Linked DNA regions of Sus scrofa: regions 1 and 3 are each linked to region 2. The links are chromatin contacts, called in public HiChIP or PLAC-seq and promoter capture Hi-C maps. All regions are on one chromosome and are shown on one strand. Each heading gives the region's core, a stretch centred on a gene start, on an enhancer-like site or on the middle of the called end of the contact. The rest is flanking DNA. Distances are from core to core; before and after follow the strand shown.

Evidence for each region. Promoter capture Hi-C pulls out the DNA fragments that hold promoters and counts their contacts. HiChIP or PLAC-seq counts read pairs in DNA pulled down with a chosen protein or histone mark.
Region 1: a contact with region 2 is called in an H3K27ac HiChIP or PLAC-seq map of alveolar macrophages. The contact joins the promoter of DNAJC9 here to the promoter of MICU1 in region 2. A contact is called at or near these places in 1 of 5 promoter capture datasets (fetal liver), 1 of 47 Hi-C or Micro-C datasets (heart right ventricle) and 1 of 2 datasets of contacts at active chromatin or transcription factors (alveolar macrophages).
Region 3: a contact with region 2 is called in a promoter capture Hi-C map of fetal skeletal muscle, with 5 times the contacts expected there. The contact joins the promoter of FAM149B1 here to the promoter of MICU1 in region 2. A contact is called at or near these places in 1 of 5 promoter capture datasets (fetal skeletal muscle), 1 of 47 Hi-C or Micro-C datasets (heart right ventricle) and 1 of 2 datasets of contacts at active chromatin or transcription factors (alveolar macrophages).

What each region holds. Positions count from the first base shown.
Region 1 is chr14:76,068,237-76,072,858 of Sscrofa11.1, forward strand. It overlaps DNAJC9 (dnaJ homolog subfamily C member 9), which reads right to left and starts at 2,065. Exons shown (of 5, transcript XM_003483498.4): 1 at 1,761-2,065; 2 at 1,447-1,587; 3 at 567-821. The coding sequence starts at 1,940. It overlaps MRPS16 (28S ribosomal protein S16, mitochondrial), which reads right to left. Exons shown (of 4, transcript XR_001301010.1): 3 at 4,187-4,622; 4 at 2,781-3,041.
Region 2 is chr14:75,443,225-75,447,759 of Sscrofa11.1, forward strand. It overlaps MICU1 (mitochondrial calcium uptake 1), which reads right to left and starts at 2,374. Exons shown (of 12, transcript NM_001243605.1): 1 at 2,253-2,374.
Region 3 is chr14:75,990,310-75,994,712 of Sscrofa11.1, forward strand. FAM149B1 (protein FAM149B1) reads left to right here and starts at 2,348. Exons shown (of 13, transcript XM_013983338.2): 1 at 2,348-2,596. The coding sequence starts at 2,550. It overlaps ECD (protein ecdysoneless homolog), which reads right to left and starts at 2,313. Exons shown (of 13, transcript XM_005671096.3): 1 at 2,170-2,313; 2 at 540-757. The coding sequence starts at 744.

The DNA.
Region 1 (4,622 bases), core at 815-3,314, 620 kb after region 2:
AGTCTCTGTCACCCTCTCCCCACCCTTTAACCAAGTAAGAACCACAATCTAGCTTAGGTATCTGGGCTCCCTTACTTCATCTCCCAGGAATGCCCCAGCAAGGCTACAAGAACTGGCCCATATGAAGAATATTTCAGTGCTACTTTAAAATATTGATTATCTAAATAATCCATGCCATAAAATCCTCCTGAGCACAACATAGTAGGTTAAAAAAAAGGTTCCCTTAATGAGCTGATATGCTCATTTTATTAGATGAAAACTAGTATAAAGTTAACCCTTATCCTTTTTTCAGTGTTTTCTGTTTTTGTTTTGTTTTTTTTTTTTTTTGCCACACCCATAGCATGGGGAAGTTCCTGGGCCAGAGACTGAACCCAAGCCACAGCAGTGACCTGAGTCACAGCAGTGACAACACAGAGTCCTTAACTGCTAGGCCACCACCAGAGAAGTCCTCAGTGGTCTTAGATATATTTTCTTTTTCTTTTATGTATTTTTATTACTGTAAATATCCTCAAATTCTTTTCGGAAGCAGTCAAGATATAAATAACAAAGAGCATTCAAAATCTTACCCTTCTTTTCCTTGCATTCATTTTTTGCTTCGATTCTTTGACAAAGGCATTATAGGATGGGACCTCTCCAGCATCAATAGCTTGTTGTATAATATTCCTTATTCTGGGTTCTTCTGTGTATTGCACACACAGCACAGACTCCATAATCTGATCCATGTCACCCTTGAAGTCTAGATAGGCCTGTTTAACGTCAGCCAGCTCTTCTTCAGAACCTTTGTATGTCTTTTCAAAAGCTTGAATGTCCTCTAGAGATATCTGAACAAATGAGAGATATATGCTTTAACTTTGAGAATTTTATTTTAAATAAAAGGAACTCTAGTAAAAACTAAATTTAGGTCTTGAAATGCTTCTCCCCAATACACGTTACTTGAGCTGAAACTGTTTTAAGGAACCAAATTTTCTACGCCAAAGATTTTCCAGAGTTCTCTCAGCCCGACCTTTACAACTGCTAAGCTACAGATCAGAAAAATTTAAGTGAAGTTTTCAAAGTTGGGAAGAGACCCAGGAAAATACTCAAAACTTGCATCTAGATATGTAAAATAAAGCACATCTTGTAAAAAAAATTAAATGCCCCCCTTTTACTATAATCATTCTACATCAACAGATGATTAAAGATCCATTTCAGTTAAGTGTGTGTATGTGTATGGTTTCACACATACACATGGTTCAACCTAATAGTTAAATTTGTCTTTCCTCAAGATCAATAGGTTAGATAGGTATCTCCTGAGGAATGCCTGTGGGTATTTATTAATATATCGAAGCCAAATAAAAATTTCCTCATTTTTACACAATACAAAGTGCAAGACCTTAGAGGCATCCAATAAATCTTCGTTGAATGAATGATGGTAACAGTCACAAGGAAATCTCCAGAGTTCTTTACCTTTTTAAAGAGTAATCTCCAATAGGTCTCCCAGTCCCGATCTTGGCTGAGCACATCAGAATCCTCGTCCACAGTTCCCTGCTCATCGTACACTGCCCTCTGATCTTTGTCACTCAGAACGGAATAGACCTTCCCGAGGATCTGCGGGAAAGAGCATCCAGAAGTCACCCCTGCCCCCTCACTGGAACAACACCGCGGAAAAAAAAAAGATTAGAAAACGCCAGGCCGGGTTCCGCTTACTTCACCCGGGCGGCGCTAAGCGGCCAGGAGACGGAAAGAAGCCCGGGCGGCGGGTGGAGCGGGGTCTAGCGTACCTGGAAGCGGCGAGTGGCGTCCTGCTTGTCGCCCTCGCCCACCCGGTCCGGGTGCACCTGCAGGGACACTTTGTGGTAACCACGTCGGACCTCGCCGTCTGAGGCCTCGCGTCGCACGCCCAACACTCGGTATAGGTCGGTGGTTCCGAATACTTCCTCGCACAGCTCCAGAAGTCCCATGGCTGGTAGTGGTGCAGAGCGGGCGGCAGCCTCACTGAAAACAGCAGGTCCCTACAACAGAGCAGAACACTACACCGCTTCCTTTTCCCGCGCAAAACGCCCAGGGCGCCTGCGTCATAAGAGGCGCAGGAAGGGGCGGGGTCTCGACGCCACACTTTACGACGGCTGCAAAATGGGGCGTGGTTAAAGCTGGCGTCAGCCGAGGTAGAGACAGGGTGTGGCTACGGCGTCCCAGATCTCTCTGACCTAGGGGATCTCCTTCTACCCCGCCCTCTCCTCCGCGGCCCGACTCCCCTTATTTTCGAAACTTGGCAGCTATATTCTCAAAATCCCCGCTCAGTTTATGCAGTATAAGGAACGTTCATCATATTAAGCTGAATCTATGCATTGTTGTTTTGGTGGGGTTTTTTCGACCGCCCCGCGGCAAATGGAGTTTCCGAGCCAGGGATCAGATCCCAGCCCCAGTTGTGACCACCTCCACAGCTGCGGCAACATGTGCAACACGTGCAGGGGACAGGTATTGAACCTGCGTCCCAGAACTCCAGAGATGCTGCTGATCCCGTTGCGCCACAGCGGGCAACTCCTGCAATGCTGTTTTTTTGCTTTTTTTCAGTTTAAAAAAAAAAAAAAAGCCTAACATTGGCGTTTGGCAATTTCACATGGTTTAACCTAAAGATTAAATAGATTTGCTCTTTTCCAATGATGATTTGACAAGAGTATATAGAGCTCTAAGGCCCAAATAATTTTGCATCCTACAGGTGGCGGAACTGCTGGGAAGGGACTTTCCCTTGAGTCCTGCAATAAATAAGCCTACATTAAACAAAAAACACAAAATACCAATCTTTTAAAAACTTTTTTAATCTGAGAGTCTAGATTTGACATTTATTACAGAATCATTCCTATTCACCTTAACAGCTCCTCCACTTTGGTGGAGATAATATAATCCAACAATCATCTTAATAAAAACACAAGCTTTGGGGGAGTTCTCTTGTGGTGCAGCAGGTTAAGGATCCAGCCTTGTCACTGCAGCAGCTCATGTCACTGCTCTGGTCCGGGTTCTTTCTCTGGCTTGGTAATTCCATATGCTGCAGGCACGTCCCCCTCCCATCCCCGCAAAAAAAAAAAAAAAGAAAAAAAAAAAAAAGGTCAACTTCAGAAGCAAAGGTTTTCTAAAGCATGTTGGATTTGAGGTAGTAGCAAGATAGGCTGATGCAATCATTTAAAACATGGTGAAAAATCTGGGCCTGGAAATCCAAAGCAAGGCCAGGGTTAGAGAAAACTTTGGAAATCAGGGAGAGGATGAGCCCACACAGGAAGTTGTATATATACGAATCTTTTAAAAAAGACAGACAACAGTAGTCGAGTTGGCAGAAACTCAGTAGCTCAAAGTAATACCCATTTCACATCAGTTCCCCTAACTGATCAATACTTTCCAGAATCACATTTGCCTCTGCTCTACCAATTGAAGTTTCTCTGAAGACCTCAAACCAGGGTAGATTATTATCTAACTTCCAGACTTCTGTGGTTTCCAAAACATTTCTCTTTCCTAGATCCAAGATACAACCCAACTAAAGTCAGTTCCTCTCTGCCTGTCCTGCCTTCAAAGTCTCCTCAAAGCAAGTGGAGGCCAAACAGTGACAACCCTGGCAGAATTTGTGACCCCCAGATTTTGAGGTGGCTGATAACTATTCACAGAATATAAAGCCCAGAGAATAAAATAAGTCGGTACACTGATAGAGCTTGAGAATCTCCTCTATAAATCTTCTATATTTTAATCTTACACAGAATATAATCCTTGCTACAGTTCTGGTGGAACAGATAATGTATTTGGGGTTTGTTTTCTTTTTTTTTTGTTTTTGGCACAACTAGTCATTTACATTACCAAATCATGATACCTAAACCTGATTCTATCACTGACTTTTTAAGTGGACTTTTGTAAAGCCCCTCATTTTTGCTCAATTCCTCCACCACTGACAATATAACATGTTGGAAAAGGACTCCAGGTAGGCACACTGAGGGTTGACTCTTAGCTCTGCCCATTATTAAAACTATGTGGCCTTCTTCCAAACCTCAGCTTCCCCACCTATAAATTGGAGATAACCCTACCTAACTTCATGATACCTTGTAATTCTCAAAAATAATCTTGCATGGAAAAGGCCTAGAATGTATGTAGGTACTTTACAACATTATCTTTCTTTCAGCTATTCATTCTTAAAAAGTAGCCTAAAAGCTCATAACAAACCTACCTTGGAAGTAACTGTGTTCTTGAGTTGGTGGGATGATCGCAAATGATTACAGGAAGAATTACTTGGATAGGCCATGAACATTCTGGTTGGCAGCTTTGAAACAGGGAAGTCTTGGAAGGCAGCAGGCTAAAAAGTTGTCCAATAGAGGCAGAATCCAACCCACCCCACAACCACTATTTTCCCCAGATGAAGGCTGAAAAAGCTAATTAGTACCTATACCAGCTTTACGTCAATCAAGAACAAACCTTCCCTGAGCCCTGTTCAGGCCAGAAAAGCATGGGTGACTTTAAAAACTACATTTATTAACCTCTAAGTCTAATAAAACTAAGAGTTCTGCACAAATGTTTTAATTGGACTTAAACTTATTTCCACTGCTACACTCATTTAAGTCAGCTCGCTTTTGTTTCTGTAGCCTCTGTATCTGTTTTCTGAGACG
Region 2 (4,535 bases), core at 1,124-3,623:
TGCAGCTCTGATTTGACCCTTAGCCTGGGAACTTGCCCTAAAAAGACAAAAAAAAAAAAAGCATTAATAATTCTCTCAATTTACCAAAGTGAGTAAAACACCTACTTATTAAAGAGAATCATTTTTTTCCCTTGACACAAAATCAACCTATTTTGCATGATGAAAAAGTTGTGAGTAAACTTTTTTTAAAAAAATTGGTTCACTTTTGGAAGTCCCCTTGTTGTAGGGGTTAAGGATTTGGCATTGCCCCGGTTCTGCACAGACTACAACTGTGGCCCATCTTTGACCCCTGGCCCAGGAACTTCCACATGCTGTGGGTGCAAACAAACAAACAAAAAAATGGCTCACTTTTTTTTTTTTTTCTCTTTCTGTCTTTTTTAGAGCCACACCCACAGCATACGGAGGTTCCCAATTAGGGGTCCAATCAGAGCTATAGCCGCTGACCTACAACACAACGCAGGGTTCGAGACCCATCTGCGACCTACACCACAGCTCACGACAATGTCAAGATCCTTAACCCACTGAGCCAGGCTGGGCAGGGATCAAACCCGGGTCCTCCTGGATGCTAGTCGGGTTCGTTAACCACTGAGCCACAATGGGAACTACAAAAATGGTTCACTTTTAAAGGGAATATTAAACTACTTCATATGGAAAAAATTGGTAAATGTTCACCAAGAGCTGCAGCCACTGTAAAAATTGTTAAATAGGGAAAATTAAAGATTTAAAGTGGCCGAATTAGGTGTAATAACTTTATCAATTACTTTAGCCTTATAATTATAAATAATATAAGATCTGACGAGTCAGATTCATTATAATAATTTTACATAGTATTACATTTTGGGAGAAATTACATATCATTGTTAAAATACAGGAAAGTCAGTCCCAAGATGCACCCCCTGGGAATGCAAAAGGTCTACTGAATATTGTAAATGTTCTACTGATTATAAATGGAGACAGCAATACACTCTTTGGCTCTCTTGCTCTTACTAGTTTCTGTCACTCTTTCCTTTTCTCCTCAGGCACAAAATCCACTCCTGAATTTTTACTTTTTGTTAGGCTTGTTTTTGGTCTCATAATTCTCAGCAATGAAACTTAAGAGTAGCTGGAGACCAGAGCTACCGTCTCACAAGCAAGTGGCAGTGGGTTCTAAAAAGTTTTTAGAATAAGGCAATATTTAACATTACCTTACCCAAAGCAGGAAGATAATGGGTTGGTCAACCTGGCCAACACCACTGTCTCCAGATGCTGACATTTTGTGTGTCATATCATTTAATGAAATCTAAACTCTCCTACAGCTATCAACCCCAAACTGTTGCACCCTTTCTACTGCTAGATCACCTGCACATGTAATTCAAAGGAATACTTTAACATAAACAAAGGTATGCCCAAGAAAGCACCCAATAACTGATAGAAACATCTGCTTATGAAACTGAAAGAAAATAGGTATTTCCAGGTACCACAAGGAGAATTTTTCTTTTACTCCAGTCCCTCAGCTATAAAATGGTTTTTCTACTTAGCTTTACAAATAGCTACAATACTTTTCAGGCATCCGAAAGGGAGGGTATAGAAACCATAAACAATAAGATCATAGAGACTGGCAACTTAAACAGTTTTAAACTCTCCTCCCAACATTCAGCTTGAGTCAATAAACCCCGGCTCATTCTCAAAACACCGCATTGTGGGCCAAAATGAGATGGTGGTAAGGGAACCTGAGGGAGAATAAAAACAGGTAAGGCACTGGGAAAGGCAAAAACCGAACAGTCTAAGAAGCCTGAACTTTGTTTTGTTCCTTCAGCTCCCCATCAATTTTTTTTTCATTTTTTTTGGTTTTGTTTCAATGATTAATACTTGGCCCCATCAGACATTTAACAATAAAGTCCCCACCCACTTCCAACCACATCCACAAATCCCAGGGGATGTCTTTGGTCGCCCGAAGAGGGACGTCGAAGCTCAAGTGAACCCTGCAGCTGGGAACTCGGCAGGAGAAGTTCTCCTGGGACAGGAAGAAGGGACCAGGTGAGGTCAAAGAAAGCGGAGGAAAGGAAGCCGGCAGGACTAAGGACTGCTCTCAAGCCCCTAAACTGAGCACATCAGGGAGAGACAGCTATCCCGGTCGACCAGAGAAGTTGCTAATTCCGGAGCAGACAAACGGCCAGTCCCGGAGGTCAGGTCCCTAAAGCTTTTCGCATCATCCTTCCTTTCATCTTCTCTAAACGTGTCTCGCCTCATACCCTTGAGAGTACAGGACTCACCCGTCTACAGCGGAGCTTCAGCTGCTTCTCCGTCAAAGCCGCGCACCTCGGAAAACCATAGAGATGAAGAGAGCAACAAAGTTAAGCCTCCAGCTCCGCCGCCCACCCTCACGTAACCCTTCTAGCCGCTAGGGCTGTCGGGATCGTGGCGAAATGCGTGTGGGCGGGGCATGGAGGATAGGGAGTGGGGAGGGGCCAGGCAACCCGCCCCGCCCCGGCCTTGGGCCCCGCCCCGGCCTCGGGCCCCGCCCCGGCCTCGGGCCCCGCCCCGGCCTCAGTATTTAGGCGGGACAGTGGAAGCTCTCCGGATTTTTCTCTGGCGGTTCACCCTCCACGCGCTAGTGGTATAGATGTCTGTGAAAGAGATTTAGTGTGCCGGCTTCCGCCTCGTTGATGCCCCTTTATGTGTTGACTAAGCAAAACAGGAGACAATGAAAAGAAAACTGGACCACAGTGAGTTGGGAATTGTTCTTTTCGAACTGCGTTTAGGTTTAGGCTTCTGGTGAAATTTGCCTGTTTCCTGACCTTGAAGCTTTTTTAAATTTAGAAACCGACTCACCGCATTGTCTATTATTTAGGTTTTTCAGAAGTTCTCTTTGCAAGCTAATATGATTGGAGAGTTTAGTCACCGAGCTACTAGTAACATTTTTTTTCCTCAGAGGTTGCTGTCAGGAGTGAGAATGGAAAAGTCTCAAGAGAATGACAATATTTTGATTATGATATGATGGAATTTAAAAGTTTCTTCAGGAATTTCCTAGTTCTAGATTCTGGTGGCCTATTGGTTAAAGGGTCCAGGGTGTCACTGGTGTGGCTCCAGTTGCTGGTGTGGTGTGGATTTGATCCCTGACCGAGAAGTTTTGCATTCTGGGGGGTACAGTCAAAAATAAATAAATACTTTCCTTAGCAGAGCTGTAGCAAAGGCTACAACCATGGAAACAAAAGAAGGCAGCCAGAACTATCACTGGGTTAAATTGTGAAGGAAGCAAAACAACTATTTTCTCCATTTCTTCTCAGAGGACTCTCCCTCCCCACTATCCCAAGAAGGACAGATCGTTATGTTCTTGGCACTGCGCTAGCACTTTACAGGCAACCCCATGTTTGTTCCAACCATCCTGTTGATGAAAACGGTTTTTGTGAATTGTAGATGGGGAAGCGGGCTATGACCCCTCCCTAGGTAATGTATCAAATGGTATGGCTGGCACAGACCTGATAGAAAGAACACCAAAGACATCTTCAATCTACTGTCCCTGGATCATCTTGACACAAGAATTGGGAATATTTATTTATTTATTTATTTATTTATTTATTTATTTATTTTGCATTTTAGGGCTGCACCCCCGGCACATGGAGATTCCCAGACTAGGGGTCAAGTCAGAGCTACAGCTGCCAGCCTACGCCACAGCCACAGCAATGCAGTATCCAAGCCGGGTCTGCAACCTACAAAATAGTTTACGGCAATACCAGATCCTTAACCTACTGAGCGAGGCCTGCAACCTCATGGTTCCTAATTAGATTCATTTCCACTGCACCACAATGGGAATAGCAGGAATCTTTATTTTTTTAATTAAAAATTTTTTTCTTTTTATGGCCGCACCTGCAGCACATGGAAGTTCCCAGGCTACAACCATGGAAACGAAGGCAGCCAGAACAAGGGTTGAATCAGAGCTGGAGCGGGAGCCTACGTCACAGCCATGGCAGCACTGGATCCCAGCCATATCTTCAACCCACGCTTCAGCTTGTGGCAGCACCAGAAGCTTAACCCACTGAGCGAGGCCAGGTATTGAACCCCCATCCTCACAGAGACAACATCAGGTCCTTAACCCCCTGAGCCTCAGCAGGAACTCCAGGAATCTTTTCTGATTTGCTTCTCAGCTATTAAAATGTACCTTTTCTGTGTGTCTTTCCATTTAAAGCCTGTTCTCTGTTGAGTGAGAAATCTGATAAAGACATTCTTCCCGGTTTACTAATGGGTATTTGGCAGTATGTCCATTAATGCTAATGGTTGGAATTTCAAGTTGTGGCATAGATTATCTTGGAACACTTTGGGGGCTCATGGAATCTTAACTAGTTAAGTTAATCATGGCTGAGTTAAGTGTTTTTCAGAATAAGAAAAAAAGTTATCAATGCAAAAATGCTGAACAAAGGTCAAATTTTTTTTTTCATTTTTTTCCTCCACAGCATGCAGAAGTTCCTGGGCCAGGGACCAAACACCCACCGTAGCAGTGACCCAACCCAAGCCACAGCAGTGACAATACTGGATCCTTAAGTCCTAGGCCATCAAGG
Region 3 (4,403 bases), core at 1,098-3,597, 550 kb after region 2:
CCACTGTGCCAGGCTGGGCACTGAAACTTCGCCCCACCACTCCAGAAACACCACCAATCCCATTGTGCCACAGTGGTAAATCCCAGGCAGAGCCACTCTTAGATCCTCACTAAAATAACTACGTGAAACAAGGCAACCTAATACACACACTGTTAAGACTGAGGAATACAGAGTAACAGCTAAAAGAACTATGGTTAAGGAAGACACATGCTTGAACCTGTTTAGTATAGGTACCTAGATACATTATGGCATAATTAAGTAATTAAATTTCAAACGAAGAACCATGGCTAATTAATATTGAGTATATATTAGTTCCTAAGGTAATGACTATTAATTTTCATCAATATTAATTTTAAAAAGTTTTTTTTTTTTTAAGTTCAAGGGCTTAACTGAATATAGGCAAATATCACTAATCTAAAAAGTTCAGGCTCTAAATCTCCTGACAACACTGAATGAAATATGAATATCATACATCACTGTTGTTAGAATGACATTAAAAAATCACACATATCCAATCAAAATAAGTGAAAGAGCCTCACCTTTCCCAGGTTTATATTTGAGATTGAAAGGCTGATTCTGCCAGATATAGGGGACCAGCATAGGTGCAAACTGGGTCATTATCTTCTCAATATAATTTTGAAGAATCTCTCTGTGTTTTTCTGGGTCCCTTAGTTCATCCGATATCAGGAACAGGCGGTACTCTACAGTATCTTCCACTGTAGCAAGCTTCATATTTTCCTCCATTCTTCTTTGAAAGCTACATTTAAAGTGGCAATAATATAAACCATACAAAATAATGCAGAAGTAATATCCCATTCCTTGAACTATTCTAGGCAATTCCATTAATGTTGTTTTCCAAAATTCAGTTATCCACATACAATCATCATGATTTTTGCCTTGACCACATACCAATTATAGCATTTAATTAAAATTCTTTCAATGACATTTTTATACTTACAATTATATGAAAGCAACTTTTGATACAATACAGTAAATGGAAATCTAGTACTGCATTCCCAAGTTAATAAGCGTGTAAAAATGAAATAAAAAATGTTTGCCTTTGCACTAATAGTGGTGCATGTAACACACGGTCAGAAACAATGCAATAACATCTCTTGAAATATTGACAAAAATTCCAGTTCTGCCACTGGTCCTAGTTGTGTCATTCTGGGCATTTCATTTTCTCTTTCTGGGGCTTCCCCCTAATTGTAGAATGAGAATGTTATTTTATCATTTCTAAAATCCGTCTCTACTTTCCTCCCTTCATCCTCTTCTCCCTCTCTTTCTCTCTCTTTACTTTCTTTCTTTCTTTCTTTTCGTTCGTTCGTTCTTCCTTTCTTTCCTGCCATGCCTGTAGCATGCATAAGTTCTCAGGCCAGTGACTGAACCCATGACACAGCTGTATTTAACCTCCTGAGCCACCAGGGAACTTCTTCCCTGAATTTTTATTGTTTAAACACTCTTAAGAGTAATCTCCCTTACTCTGCAGAATTTAAATCTTTCCCCTTGTACATCATGGGTGAATTCAAAACTACAAAACATTTATATCCTATCATTTCACCCCAAAATAATCTGCCCATGGCTCTTGATCCTACAACAACCCGTCCCAAACCACCGCCCTCCGCCCCTTTTCAGGTCTCAGAGGGTATAAATAACTGTTTTCTAAGGATTTCCCTTACAGACAAAAGTACTAGCTTACTATTGCTGCCAGGTGAGGCTTGTTAAAGAAAGATATTGCACTGGATGGTCCACTTTAAGGCTGTGATTCGATTTTCAGGCTTATTTGGTTTTCCAAGGAACTAATAAAACTAAGTCGAGAGGAACTTGCATCTTCTATCCAGACACTCACTACAGTCCAGATTGACAGATAATAAATACTCACCCACCCCAGAATGCCAAGCACACCTTATTATGAAGAATTTAGTGTCAGGCTAGAAGGGACTTTGAGATCACTCAGACTGACTCCACACTGTACATATGAGGAAACCGGGAGCACGGCAGGAGAAGCAACCAAGCAGCTGAGGCCGGACTAGGTTCTAGCGCTCTTTACTCAAAACAAGGGTCCCTTCTTCATCCAACAAAATGAAGCCAATTTCGCTTCCAGTTCTAAAGCCTGGGCCTCTTCCTCACGTCCCTGCTGCGGCACCTTTCCTCAGCCTTCTCTCCTACCTCGTGGGCTGCCAGCAGCAGCCAAAGCCCGGCTCTGACTGGATCCACACGCTTGTCTAGGACCTGAAGCCAGCGGAAACTTAAGTCAGAAACCGGCTCAGCTCCGGAACTCCCAGCGTCGCCTTTGCTAGGTGTCGGCGGGAGTATTAGGCGGCTGCACCTGTGCGTTCGTCACTTCCGCCCCCACGGGGAAACAGGGAGGGGAGAGGACTGGAGAGGTGGGGATCCTGGGGTGGTGGCGGTCCGGAGTCTAGGAGACGGGGCGTGACGGGGCCGGAAGGTGGCGGGAGGGGGCCGAGCCGGAGCTGGCGGGAGGGCCAGGCCCGGAGGCCCCCACCCTGGCTTGGCCGCCCCGGCCGCGGCTGAGGAGGAAGAGGAGGATGATCTCCAGATACACACGGAAGGCGGTGCCTCAGAACTTGGAGCTGTGAGTGGACTGCTCAGCCACCCAGCTGGGGCCGGGGGAAGCCGTGGCGGGCCGCAGGCGCTCTGGGGACCCTCCTTGACCAGTCCCTTGCTCCTTTTTCTTTCCCAGGGCGAGGGAAAGAAAAAATTCTTTGAAATTTTCTCCTCCTAGCCTTGCCGGACGTTGCCCCTCCAGACCTCCATCTCCAGCTAAGAGCGTGTTACCAGTGCAATCCCAGGACTTGACCCTCTTGGGCTGCACTCCCGGGGCTCAGGAACTGGGTTTCCTAAGGCATTTGTAGTTTCCGTTGTGTTCCATGCCCCACTTTCCATGGCCACTAACAACTCGTGAAGTTATTAATAACTGAGTCCTACAATAAAGTTGAATACGTCTAAAGCCAAACACCCTGCGAAGCGCTTACATGCATTAGCTTACTTAATCCTATCAATAAGGATACCAGATAGGAACTCTTATTTTGTACTTCCTACAAGATAAAGATCCCAGATCTGAAGGTTGTATCGTGCCAAAGATCACACAGCTAGGTGGTGATGGAGCTGAAGTATAGACCCGTTATCAGTCTGATTCTGAAGTTTGTGGTCATAACCATTACATACTGTCTCCCCACCTCTGCGTTGAAGAGTCAGAATCCTCAGGATCAGGTTTGCTTTTGAGACTTTAGAGAACAGATATTTCCAGCTTGAACAACTTAGTGAAGTGTTGTAATTTAGGAAGTAATGATAATGTCATACATTTATTAATGCTTTACACTTTCAGAAACTTTCACATCTTAATCTTTAAGATGGATATGACCATCTTCAATTTTCAGCAGAGGAAGTATCAGAAAGGTACACATCTTAAGATTATATAACCAATAGGTTTTTGAGCTTGGGCTTTTTAACCCCAAATCCCAGTTGTTGTTTTTCTCCACTAAGGTATGTAATTTTAGCAACCATACATTTATTAATTAAATATTAATTATATATGGTAATAACAGCTATGGTATTTTCAGTCACACCTGGGTTTCTGGTTAGACTCTTTTCTAGCCTTCTGAATTTTAGGCAAATTACTAATTTTTTGAGCCTTCATTTCTATAACATAGGAATAAGACTTTATCTAAAAGCATGTCTAAAATGATGGCATAGGGCTTGACATTTAATAGGGCCTCAATAAATGGTCATTTCCTTGTTCCTTCCCACCTTTATTTGGTGCAGTAGTCATACAAAGAAAATCAGTCTGTGATCTTTCCTTGCCTTTCAGAGGCTTATTATCTAAGTAATAGGACAGGACACAGAAGCAATTCAGATAATAAAGATTTTTAGGAACTAGGAAGAAGAAAGTCATTTCCCAATAAAGCAAATGTGGGTTAGCTAAAAATCTGCTTTTATAATTAATTCTGGCCATTCTGAAAGTGAAAAAAAATATCTTTCATCGAAAAAATTACTGATAGGCACTTACTGGGCCAGAATTATTGACCCACTATCATTGTGTTATTTGTTCTCTATTATTGATTTGATACTCACTAAAGATAACTCTCCCAAAAGATGATTCTCTAGAAGTGTCAAAATAATGTGAATAGTGGAGATGATGAAGATTATATGCATCTAAATGAGAGTATATTAAAAGTAATTTTATTTTTTAAGTAATTTTAATTTTAGGTGTTATAATTGATAATTTGCTTTGAAGAAGTAACTTTAGTTTTCTCCCTGATGGCTCCAAATTACAGATGTTGAAAACAGTTTGGAATAAAAGTCATTTTCAGCATATATCTTAAGATTTTTAAAATAATAAATCTTAAGCATAAATGTATAATGAATAATACAATGACATA